2 separate regions of the Gossypium hirsutum genome follow, and region 1 is linked to region 2. The links are chromatin contacts, called in public Hi-C maps. All regions are on one chromosome and are shown on one strand. The core of a region is the stretch at or near the end of the contact, and the rest is flanking DNA. Distances in the headings are between cores, read along the strand shown. Region 1 has its middle 14 kb from the start of LOC121231410. Region 2 has its middle 18 kb from the start of LOC107951073.

What was found. A called contact is a pair of places that touch in the nucleus more often than the background predicts.
Region 1: a contact with region 2 is called in a Hi-C map of leaf, with 2.0 times the contacts expected there. The contact joins two enhancer-like sites. A contact is called at or near these places in 4 of 34 Hi-C or Micro-C datasets (cotyledon, fibers and leaf).

Annotation. Positions count from the first base shown.
Region 1 is chrA06:20,532,154-20,538,301 of Gossypium_hirsutum_v2.1, reverse strand. No RefSeq gene overlaps it. Among protein-coding and RNA genes, the nearest start is that of LOC121231410, 14 kb to the left of the region's middle. Within about 2 kb of position 3,546, at least 5 of the 9 cell types and tissues checked have an H3K27ac peak or open chromatin away from gene starts, as enhancers often do. A contact at or near this core is called in leaf, where this site is marked.
Region 2 is chrA06:20,417,336-20,423,841 of Gossypium_hirsutum_v2.1, reverse strand. No RefSeq gene overlaps it. Among protein-coding and RNA genes, the nearest start is that of LOC107951073, 18 kb to the right of the region's middle. Within about 2 kb of position 3,246, at least 2 of the 9 cell types and tissues checked have an H3K27ac peak or open chromatin away from gene starts, as enhancers often do. A contact at or near this core is called in leaf, where this site is marked.

The DNA of each region.
Region 1 (6,148 bases), core at 2,297-4,796, 110 kb before region 2:
GGCCATATCAACTGATCCTCCAAGTGAGGCTCTAACATCTCCTCAATATATTAACAAGAATGGACATCAATTTCTCCCATCTTGGTACAAGTTATTCCTGGATTGGCTCGAGTTTTCACCAAGTAAGAATATCGCATATTGCCTTCTTTGTTTTCTCTTCAACAAGCCATTTGTGCTTCATGGAAATACTTTTACAAGCCAATGATTTTGATCATGTAAGAAGTTCAATTAAGGATCTAAATGTCCTTTTATTACTCATGTAGTTAATGATGCAAATTATTTACATATTTACATAAGAATGCAATAAAAAATTATCTCGATCTTCAAAGTTTGTTGCAAAATATTGAGAGGATTATTAAGAAACAGAATTTTGAACAAGTTGCAAGAAATAGACTACAACTCAAGGTGTCAATAGATGTTGTCAAATGGCTTGTATTTCAAGGTTGTTCTTTTAGGGGATGCAATGAAGCACAATATTCAAGAAATCGAGGTAAATTTCTTGAACTAATAAAACTATTGGCTTTTTATAATGAAGATGTAGGGGTAATTGTCTTAGAAAATGCCCCTCAAAATGCACAGTATGTTAGCCTGACTATTCAAAAGGACATTCTTTCTATTTTGGCAAGTAAAATCCAAGGATTCATTCGAGAAAAGATTGAAGATTCAAATTTTTGTATTATAGTGGATGAAGCTTGTGATGAGTCAAAGAAAGAACAAATGAAAATTGTATTGTGGTTTATTGATAAAGAAGGTTTTATACATGATTTTTTTTTGTTTAGTTCATGTGAAGGACATCACACTGTTAGCTTTGGAGAAGGCAATCCGTGAAATTCTTTTGTGTCATTGCCTTAATGTAGATGATATTCGTGGTCAAGGATATGATGGTGCAAGTAATATACAAGTGTTATTTGCTAAAAAATGTCGATTTGCATACTATGTTCACTACCTCACTCATCGTCTCAAATTAACTCAAGTAGTTGCATCTAAGGAGGTTATTCCTATTTGTCAATTTTTTTTCATACTTAACTGGTATAATCAACTTGGTTGTTTCTTCACGTAAGCGACATGATCAATTAAGAGACATTGAGGCATCTCATATCGCAAATGTAATACCTATAACCGCTTTCGTTGTCAGATTAGGGTTATAAAGTATCACTATACATTTCAGAACATTCAATAACAATAGCATCAAGTTCACTAGAATAATTAACAATATTTTTTTAAAATAATACAAATCAAAGTAAACATACACTTATGGGCCTTAAATCGAGCCTACGAGGCCTTAAAAATAGTTTAAGAACAATCAGTGATCATTTCAAAGCAAATCAGATAGTTCAAGAAAATCTAAAAAATTTTAAAAAGATATGGTTCACACGGCCGTGTGGCCAAGCCGTGTGGTGAAAAGGTACACTCATGCGACTGACCACATGGCAAACCGTGTACCTTTCAAAACAATTCCACACGGTTGTGTCGCAAGCTGTGTGCTAACCCGTGTAACATTCGAAATACCCTCACATGGCCCTGTCGCATGCCATATGTCAGAGAGAGAGAGAGAGTATCCAAGAAGAATTGATACTTTTTTATGTTAAAAAAATCGTTCGGATTTAGAAGTTTCGCCCTCCTTAAAGTAAATCTTGAATCTGGCTCTGATTACTATTATTATTAATCTCACCGGAATCAATCTTAACAAATATCCAAATATAATCTTACCCTCCTCTCCTTATAAAGAAAAAACTAAATAAATAAGGGGAAGCATGCTTTGTAGGAAAAAGAATTGGAATGTGATTCAGTGATAAAAGGGGCAAATTCGTGAAAGAGACCGTGATGCGATAAGTAAAGTCAACGGGGGCATATTGTGATTTAAGTGGAAAATTAGGACCGTGTTTTGTATGAATGAAATGAAAGTCATTTTGGGGTAGATCCATGTATGGAAAAAATATATAATAATGCTTATTTAGAAGAAAATAGTATTCAAGTGGGATGTTTGCAAGCTTTTATTGCTTTTGCTGAATTTTCTCTCCCTAATTCAAAACAACTCTGCTTTTCTATATAAAAACAAAATGTCGTTTGACATTTTAACGAGGAATTAACGGAGAAAAAGCTGGGAAATCTGTGAATAATAAATCAAATATACGCCTGTTTTACTATTTAACATTAATTTTATTCAAATTCAGGACTCTAAAATTCGAATTTGATATCAATGTTTAAAACCTCCACTTTTCCACAATCAATTAATTAAAGATAAATTATTTAACTTAAATAAAATTAATTTATTAGAATGACAATTATTTCAAGTCTTTTAAATTGTATAAATAGGTTAAGGGTATTATGCGTATTTTATAAGGGATATTATTTAGTACACTATCAGTGAAGTTTTTAGACTCCACTAATATATATATATATATATAAGAAGACATATGTAAATCATAAAACATAAGCATAAAATCTTAAAATTATAAGTATAAACATAAAACAATCTTAAATAATATATACTCGATCAACTAAAATTAAAATAGAATAGTGACTAAGCCCCTTGTTGTAGCACCCAAAAGATCCTAATACAAATTTTATTATTATTATACACTCTCTTAAATATGAAAATTAAAATATACTGAGATTTAAATTAAAATAAATTTAAATTGAGTATATATATATGATAAGTTTTTAAAATATATATATATATATATAGTTGGTAATTTAAAATTGATGGTTAAAATAAATTTTGATTTAAAGTGAAGATAAGATGAAGAAATCAATCTAATTACAACTACTTCACCGTCTGGCTTTGATGGTATTTCACCCAACATTGACTCTTCAAACGAAGGATGAAGTTGTCATAAATTCATTATTAGTCCTTGAATTATCAATAGTGATTAACTTAGTAATAAGGAGATGAGCGTAATTAGTTAATTTAGCATAGCATGCAAAGCAGAGTTGAGTAGCAAAACCAGACTTTGCGTCGCAATCTTTACTTCTTAGTGATGCTACTATCTCCAATAACCAGCCTTGTATCTCATCTATTTTTTAAAAGTGATTAATTAATTAAACACAATTGGAAGTTTTTAATAGACGCTTCCAATAATTATTAATGCATTTATGATAAGTTGGATAAGTTTTGTTGTGAAAAATTACAGTTATACATAAATTAATTAAATATCATCAAGATTCCTTAAATATAAAAGAATAAATAAAGTGGGAAAATTTGCAAGGCATGTGAACTGCCAAAGATTAAAAAAGAAGGGGGGTTTTGAAAATCAAAACCAAGTGGGGTTTAGGACGTGGAACAACCCTAAAGCATTTCACTCACGTAATCAAAGTCAATATTTTTTAAGGGGGTTCGGTTTCTCTGACTCACATTCAATAATGCTATATTTTTAGTGGAAAGGCTCGGAAACCGGAGGCTTATGGATTCTGGGTGTGTTCAAGAGGATGCTAGAGAACTTTTTATGAGATCAAATCAAAATTTTTTCCATCCATGTGGCCTAGGTCCCTTTGGATCTTTGATGGGCTCGAAATTTGAACTCAAACACAGCATCAGTTGGTAAGCCAATATTCCCAAAATATCGGGTGGAGTTAAAAGGTCTACTGGACTGGTTTGGAAGTCCAAACCAGGGGTAATTGTTATTTTACCCCTCCAATCCTTCCTTTATTATTTATTTTAACATAATTAAAATTATGTTAAAAGCCCCATTAATTGCTTACCAAAAATACCTATTTCCTCAAATAATTATCTATTTTTGTTTTAAAAAAAAGTGACATATACTACTTACCTCCAATCCAATAATTTGCATACGAATCATCCTAGTGGTGTTAATGCAGAAATTGCGATCTCAGCTATCTTGTCGGTAAAGAAGAATATTTGGTGGATTTAGAAAATTATTTAATTGATTAATCCACCACATAAATGATTTAATACAACCGACTTAGATCACCTTAGTCAAATAGAAACAAAAAACTCTTTTGTCCTCTTCGTTTTATTTCCTTCTAAGTACAAGAAATAAAATCAATTTACTATATATTATATGTTGATTGGTTGGTTGTGATTCACTTCATCTATCCATGTGTCAAATTGAACTCAAATAGAATAGGACTAAAAATCATTATTTTTAGAAAATAATAAATATTTTGTAAGCATGTTTTTGTATTTTTTATATATTATATATATAATAGTGAGATTGACTTTATGGATTTTACCAAAGTCTCGTTTATGTTCAACATGATTTTCTTTATTAATATATTTCAAACACTTACCAAAATTAAACTAACTATTGAATTAAATAAGTGGGTTTGAATCAACTTATTTCCGGCGTGGTACAAACAGAGGAGATTTTGCCTGGAGTGGACCTGGTCTGTTGGGCTTCGACTACGTTTTGATCTTCTTATTGGGCTTAGTGTGTATGGGTCTCGGTGGGTAACAAATTCAACTAAGGCATCCCTTTTACACTATTAAGGTCGGCCCATATGTAAATGGTTTTTTTTATTATATATATATAACTTTTAAAAATATGTTTTTAAATCTATTTAAATGATAACAATGGGAGGATATGAATTTAAATGCGTAATATATTTTAATTTAGAGATTTATGAGTAATTTAATAAATGCATAGGAGAAATAAGTGATAATTATTAATTTCCCATAATTGAACAAGTCAATATACAAAGGTTAAAGGAAATGCAAATAAGGATAAGCCTGAATTAAGCTTTTGGTAAGGCAAAAATCATAATTAAATTATGAAAGAAAATTATATTTAGTTTGCAACTCCAAAACGTCAAATTCAAGTCGCTATTTTTAAGATGTGGAAATCAAACTTACATTTGAAACGTATCCTATATATTTATTATCAATCAATTATGTCAAATTTTAGTGAATTTTAGTTCATCTATTCCAACATATTCATAAAGTTCATCTATTCCAACATTTCATTGATCCAAGCCTTAATACCCTTTCTTCATTGGCCTTCTTTTTCTCTTTACTAATCGCAGATATCTTAGATCGCTCCGAATAGTCACATATCCTATGCGGGCCACAATATAAGCACTTCATTATCTCATTCAGTTTATTGTTCGGCTTCAACATCCCATTATGTGGTTTCCAATTACCATCATTATTATTTTTAACCTATCTTTCTTCATCTCCCCCACCATTGCCCTTCTCCTTGAGCTTGAAAGACTCAAACTTGTCTTTCCTTAATACAAGCTCAATTAAGGACTCCGATACGGTCATGGCTACGATAAGTTCAGTTATACCCTGTTGGCACAACTCATGTTTTGTCTCCATATTCAAACTAGTAAAATGCTTCTTTCTCGCTCAATTTAAAGATTTGAAGCATCAATTCACTAAAGTCTTTGACATAATCTCCAACAGTACCTTGTTGCATAAGCCAACGTAACTTAGCCCGAGCCTCATTCACGGCATATTGGGGGTAAAATTGCTTTTTCAACTCCTCCCAAAGTTCTAATTACAATCCTACCTCATTTCTCATTCATGGACCTATAACACCACCATAAGAGAGCGACATTAGTAAAATAAATTGAAGTGTGTTTACCTTAGTAACATCATCTACAATGCCCATCGCATAGAAGTAATGCTCTATTCCCCATAACAAGTTGTCCACATCCCTTGCGAACCTCATCCCATTAAACTCTTTCAGATTAGGGACATCTATTTTGCATTACTTAAAAGTCGGAACCAACATCTCATTACCCAAAGTAAACTTATAGATAGTAAGCTCCCCCTTGAGCTCCACAATATATTCCTTTAAAACTGTTACAATGGTTTCGAGAGCATTATTCTTCTATGTCTGATCATCCACAATGATATTTAGTGCCGCTTTCATTGCATCCAAATTGGAATTGAGAGCCTTTGTCACATATTCCTTGGAGTTGTTCATTCATTGAGTCTAACTCATCGACGTGTCCCTCAACTACCTCAAGCAATTCCTTCACACCACTATGGATTCCTCAAGATTGACCACTCCACTTTACAAATTTGAAAGCATATCTCTCGATCTGTTAGCTTTTCTACCCTCGGGTCTCCCTGGTCTCAATATGCTTATCTTCTCCTTTCATCATCTCAATCAGCACCTTACTAAACATTGGCTCAAATACCAACTGTAATAGGTTAGAACTTATATCTCCCAAACCGCAC
Region 2 (6,506 bases), core at 1,997-4,496:
ACCAGTTTGACACCCTTTGCCTCATCGAATAATTCGAAGTAATAATTTGACACCCAGTGTCTCATCGGTTAAACCAAAGTAAATTGGTACCCAGTACCTCATCGAATTAATCTGAAGTAATAGATTAACACCCAGTGTCTCATCGACTTGAGGTCGAAGTAATCCCTGAACTCTTTCAGTCCTATGGCATGTCATCTATATCTGACTCAGCCCGATACAATTAATAGGCTTTCAATTCATTTTTCAAATGCCACAATCATCCAATATTCAAATATCACATTAATCACAAATTCACATACCTTCAATCCAATATCAAAATGCTAATTACTCACCTCATTCACTTACCATAATCATTAAATCAAAAATACAACAAATAATATTTAAATTCGGATTATAGAAATACAAACCGAAGTTTCCAGGCTACTCCTCGTCAACTTTATCTTTTCCTTTCTTAGTCGAAGTTTCCGGCACAATGTTAGCTACGGAATTAAAACAATTAAAATTCATCAATACAATATATTTAAATTTTCGCATTGAATATTTCAATTTTTATTCAACATTTGCCTAAATTCCAATTTAGTCCCTAAACCGAGACTAACTTTATTTCTCATAATTAATTCTATATTTTCATTCAATTCCCACTTTAAACTAGTTTTAACTCTCTAATTTCACTTAAATCCCTAAATTTCAAAATTTTTACAATTTAGTCCCTAATACTCAAAACTTATAATTTATTCTACAATTCAATCATTTTTCATTTCTAACTTAAAAATCTATCAATTTAGTCCCTAATACTCAAATTATTCAACATAGAAAATATTTAATAATTTAATAATTTCTAAAATTTTGACAAAGATCAAGTAGTATTTAATTCTAGGATTCTAAAAACAAAAAAAAAATTACAAGAAAATGGACTCAATTGACTTACCAATTAAACTTTGAACTTTGAAATCCCTAGCTTTTCTCCTTTTCTTTCCTTTTTTCTTTTCTTTCTTTTTCTACTCTGTTTCATTTTTAACTTTGTTTCTTTTTCTATTCTTTTTCTTTTATTTGTTTTGTTTATTTATTTAATTATAATATAATTTAATTTAATTTAATATAATATATTCTTTAGTATTAAGTATACATAAATTATTATATACGTATGTATTTTATTTTTACACTTGTATACACAATCACCGTACACTTGTTAAGTAAGGTTTAATTTCTTATTTAATCTTTCACTTTTTCTCTAATTTTTAATTAAACTTCCACCCTTTATGCAATTTATTCTTTATACCTAATTACTCTTAATTAAAACTAATTCAATTAACCAAAACCTAATTAACTACACAATTAATTTCGTAAATATTTTAAATAATTATTTACGAATCCATTTTACGAAAATGGAGACCCGAAAATACATTTTCCAATACCCGTGACTATTGGGTCATTACAATATTTTTTAAGTTCATTTTTGAGATTGAGTTCTTCTTTAACACATAGATAGTTTAATGGAATTAAACTTATTTTTAGATACCTCAAAGGAATAATTGGTATGGTGTTATTTTATTCAAATGATTCTAAGTCGCAATTAATTGACTATATAGATGTTGGATATTTATCGAATCCACTTATAGATCAATCTCAAATGAGACATTTATTTACATTTGAAGGTACAACTTATCATGGCGTTCAACAAAACAAGTATTAACTTATGCCTCTTTAAATTGTGTAGAAATAATTCTAATGCATGAGACTAATCAATAGTGTTTGGTTAGGGCTATTGATACAACATATTCAGAATTTATGTAATTTACCTCTATAAATTTTAAGGAAAAAAAAAGGGGTCAATTGACTTATTCAAAGCTAATGCAGCATCTATCACTCGATTAAAAGGAGAATATATCAAGAGAGATAGAACAAAACATGTATCGCCAAAATTATTTTTAAGAAGAAATGCGATATAGAAGTTTAACAAATTCATTTTAGTGATAATTTGGATTTATTTACCAAACAACTACAAAATTTGAAAGGTTAGTATATAAAATTGAAATATGCCAACTCAAAAGATGTTAAGTGACGCTGCCAACAAAATTTGAAAGATTAGTATATAAAATTGAAATGTGATGACCTCAAAGATATTAAGTGAAGTTGCCATTAGAAGATATTTAGGACATGTACTATTTTCTTTTAACGAAAGTTTTATCTCATTAAATTTTCTTGATAAAGTTTTTAAAAAGACAACTTATAATAGAAGATTATGACTTTTTTCTTCATTAATAAATTTTAACGAGGCGTATTTTATTTGACAATCATGCAAGGAAGAGTATCTAAACCTATTCATAGGGTTGTAAATGAACCGAGCTTGAACGAACAAACCTCTGTTCATATTCGTTTGTTTATTTTTAAGCTTGTTCGTGTTCAGTTTGTGTCCATTTAGAATTTTAAATTTTTGTTCATGTTCGTTTATTTAAAATATGTGTTTATTTTCGTTTGTTTAGTGTTCACCGAACATGTTCATTTAACTTAATCGTACATGTTCACAAACATTAAACGAACATGCTCATGAACATATAATTGAACATGTTCATGAACAATGTTAATAAATAATAAACAAACAAACAAACAATAAATACATACACACATATACACGAATATGTTCATCAACGCCTTGTTCATTTACAACTCTATATTTTTATAATTAAATATCATCAATAAATAAACGAGTCATAAATAAGTCAATAAATGAGCTTATAAATGAGCTTGTTCGTGAACATAAACGAACCGAACACACCTCTGTTTGTGTTCGTTCGTTTATTAAACGAACATAAAAATTTTGCTAATACTCGTTTATTTATCTTAATAAACAAATATTATACTAATAATTTATGAACAGTTCATCGAACGTTCTGTTCATTTATATTCCTACCTATTTATAGAGTGGATGTGTTTTTAACCTCCAAAAACTAAAAAATAAAAATAAAAATAATGTAAATGACCTTCAACTTCTAAAACATCCATTGAATTTATATAGAGATTTAATAATATTATTTATAATCCATGATGATTGAAGTCCATAAATAGATAATATGCAGAAGCTTAAGAAATTCAGTGAAAACAAGAATTATCTTCACTTTGTCTATTTCCCTTGGTAAATGTTTGTATGCTTTAATTTGTATGGGCCACAGCTGAATATTGTAGAGGTCAAGTTGCAGCTGCAAGGAAGAGCAAGTGGGTGACTTTGGTTATCCAACCAAATCATTCCAGATAATATTGGAATAATGAATGTTGTTGTAATAAAAGAAAATATCTTATCCTTCATGGCCCATCCTGTCCCTCCCCTTCACTTATTGTCCATTCATTTCTTTGTCCACCCAATGTGAGAACCTAGTTTCCTTGCCTTGATATTTTTCATTCTTGATGGAGATTCTTTTATATTTCTAGGTTTCCTTTGTTGTCATAAAATATTTGTACTACAAACATCAAGCCCAAGAGCTCATGAAATGAGTTTAATCCCATCACTTTATCCATAAATAATATATTATTTATTTTGAACCTAAATTGCTACTAAATTTAAATAAATCAACCTAACATCAAACGTTTCAATTGCTCAAGTTACTTCAACAATTTCCTCTTTCAGAGTTAGCAAAGTGCAAAGCAAAGTTGCTATATTAGTTTCACACTTTTTTCTAATATGAATAAAAGTTATATATTTTGGTATTTGAAAGTAATAATATTTAAGTTTTTAGTGTTTTATTTAAGTTTTAAGGTTGATTATAACTTTCATCAAATCAACTCTAAAATCTAAATTAAATAATATTTATTAAACTTATTTAACAAATTAAACCTAAAATTAAACAAATTTATAATTAACACCAAATTTATTATATTAACAAAATTATGAAAAATTCAAACTTAAATTAAACATAAAAAATCAATATTATTACTTTCATACATCAAAATATATTAACTTTTTAAAATAAAATTTAACATAAATATCTAACTCAAATATTAAATAATATATTAACACTTGCTATTATATTTATTTATTTACGAAACCCAAAAGTTTTGGTGTCTGCATGTAATAAATAGATTGGACGAAAGAAGTTTTAGAAGTTGACAGCAAACAAAAGATTAGTTGTTGGAAGTTTGATAACTGGACGTAAGGAAATACGTCAGGTTGAATGTAGAAACAAAAGATGCAACCCTTTCAAGGAAAGGCTTTTTGACTAAAACAATTTAGAAAAAAACAATTGTTTTCCAAATAATATATCAATTTTTTTATTCATCAAAATAATATTTTTTAAGGTAAACTATTAAAATAGTTATTTTTATTGTTTCAGATTACATTTTAATTTTTTATATTTAAAATATTACGTCTTAGTCACTTACATTATTGTATTGTAATATTTTAGTCATTAAGTCGTTAATTGTCATTAATGGTGTAACAGTAAGCTGACGTGGCACGTTAAATCATCATTTCAAATGAAAAATTTAGGTTAAGTTATATAATTGATCCCTATATTTTTTTCTTTTTAGTAATTTAATTTTTTTTATATCTTTTTAACTTTCCTTTTTTTTTCTATATTTTTCATTCTCTTTTGTTTCTCCATCTATTTTTTTTCTTCTCCATTTCTTTTAGCGTAATTTTTTTTTATGTTTTCTCTAAACCCTAAACCCTTCAAAAAAACTCAAAAATGTTACATTTAATCCAACCCAATTTCATAGCATATTAACTGATTAAATGCGACATATTGAGTTCTTAAGTAATAAGTATAGTGAAGAGTTTTTAAGTAATAAGTATAGTGAAGAGTTTATGTCACTTAAAATTATCATGTGTATTTTAAACTAATGTCAGTAAGGTGTTTGTTTTTAAAAAATATTTTTTTTTGTTTAAGATTTAATGTGTTTAGTATTGTTATCAAAAAAATGTCGTTAAATTGTTAATTTTAAATATGATATTATAGAGTAAAAAATTTCATAAGTGATAGAATAATTGACTAAAAAGCAAAATATCCTTATTTTTTAGTGTCTTTATTATTATCACAGTGTGATGTTATTATTATCATTTTGGCATTACAAATATAATAAAATAATTTATGGTAACTTTATGATATATGAAATATTAATTTTAAATACTTTTAAGCAATTAAGTATTTATAAATTTTAATTTAAATATATTTATGATTTATAGTTAATATAAATAAAAAATAAGTTTATTAGTCGACATCGAAACTAGCTTTTGAAAAGCCAAAAACTAGAATTTATAATTCTTTGATTTGGCTTGAGGAGCTAATTTGAAAAGTTGGTTTAGATTGAAAGTTATATATTTAGCCTTGATTTGTACTTAAAAAACTAGTTTAGCTTGAAAATTGCATTTGAGCCACATGTTAGAAAACATGGTGGATTGCAAATTGAATTTTTTTTAAAAAAAATTATGCATCTAGGATCAACATGGATAGTTAAAGAACATTAGAATATTGATAATCTATTATCTAATTATGTTCTGATCCGCTTTGACAAGTTATATAATTTGATTTGCAATGGAATCAAACTTCCCACAAGGAAATATACTCATTTACAAAAACAATCATACTTTTGACTACAGTCCTCGAAATTAGGTGATTCAAAAACTTTTTCGAAGAGGACTCGAGTATTTATGATTTGGATATAAGAATCACCTCAAAAGTTGGTTAGAAAGTCTCGAAAAATCAAGTCAAAGTTATCCTTGTGGAATCTAGCGATTCATCTCATACTTCCCGTAAGGAACTGCACTACTTTATGAAAGCGACCATATCTTGAGCTACAAATTTTAAAATCAAATGATTTTAAAACCATTTTGAAGAGGAATTGAATATCTACAGTTTGGGTACAAGAATCACCTAAAAAATCTTGTCAAAGCATCTTGAAAAGTCCAGTCAAAGTTGACCTTATAAAATCCTACAAGATTGGTTTTGAATTCTCACATAACTTCAATCTTCGCTTTCAACCAATCGAATCTTCTCCACTATTCTCTAACTCACGGATCACACAATGTGTGAGCATCGTTCTAAACACAAACACAAGTACTAAATAAAAAACTTTGTAAAGAAAAATTATTCTTAAACAAACTCTTTTTTTTTGTCGGATAAGTGAATTGATAACTAAGGAATTTCAATTCTCATCAATTCGAGGATTCTCATCAATCTTCTCTTCAACCAATGTGAGATATTTATAAAGATTTTATTATAAGTCTAATTATTTGGAACTACTAATAAAATTAAGAGTCATAAGTTGAGTTTAACGACACCGAGCAATAGACCAAGTCCTAGAAGGACTCTTGTTGTCACCTACATACTTGCTTGGGCAACAAGCAATATTTTCTCATGAGTGTCAAGCTACTTTGACCCTTGTTGGGTTTAAGTCCGACATATTTATTTTGGAATCTTAATTAATTTTTTTGATAAACCAAATTTAATTATCCAATTAAACAATTTATACACACTCTATTTTAATCTCGTTAAAGTCATGATAACTTTCTGTAT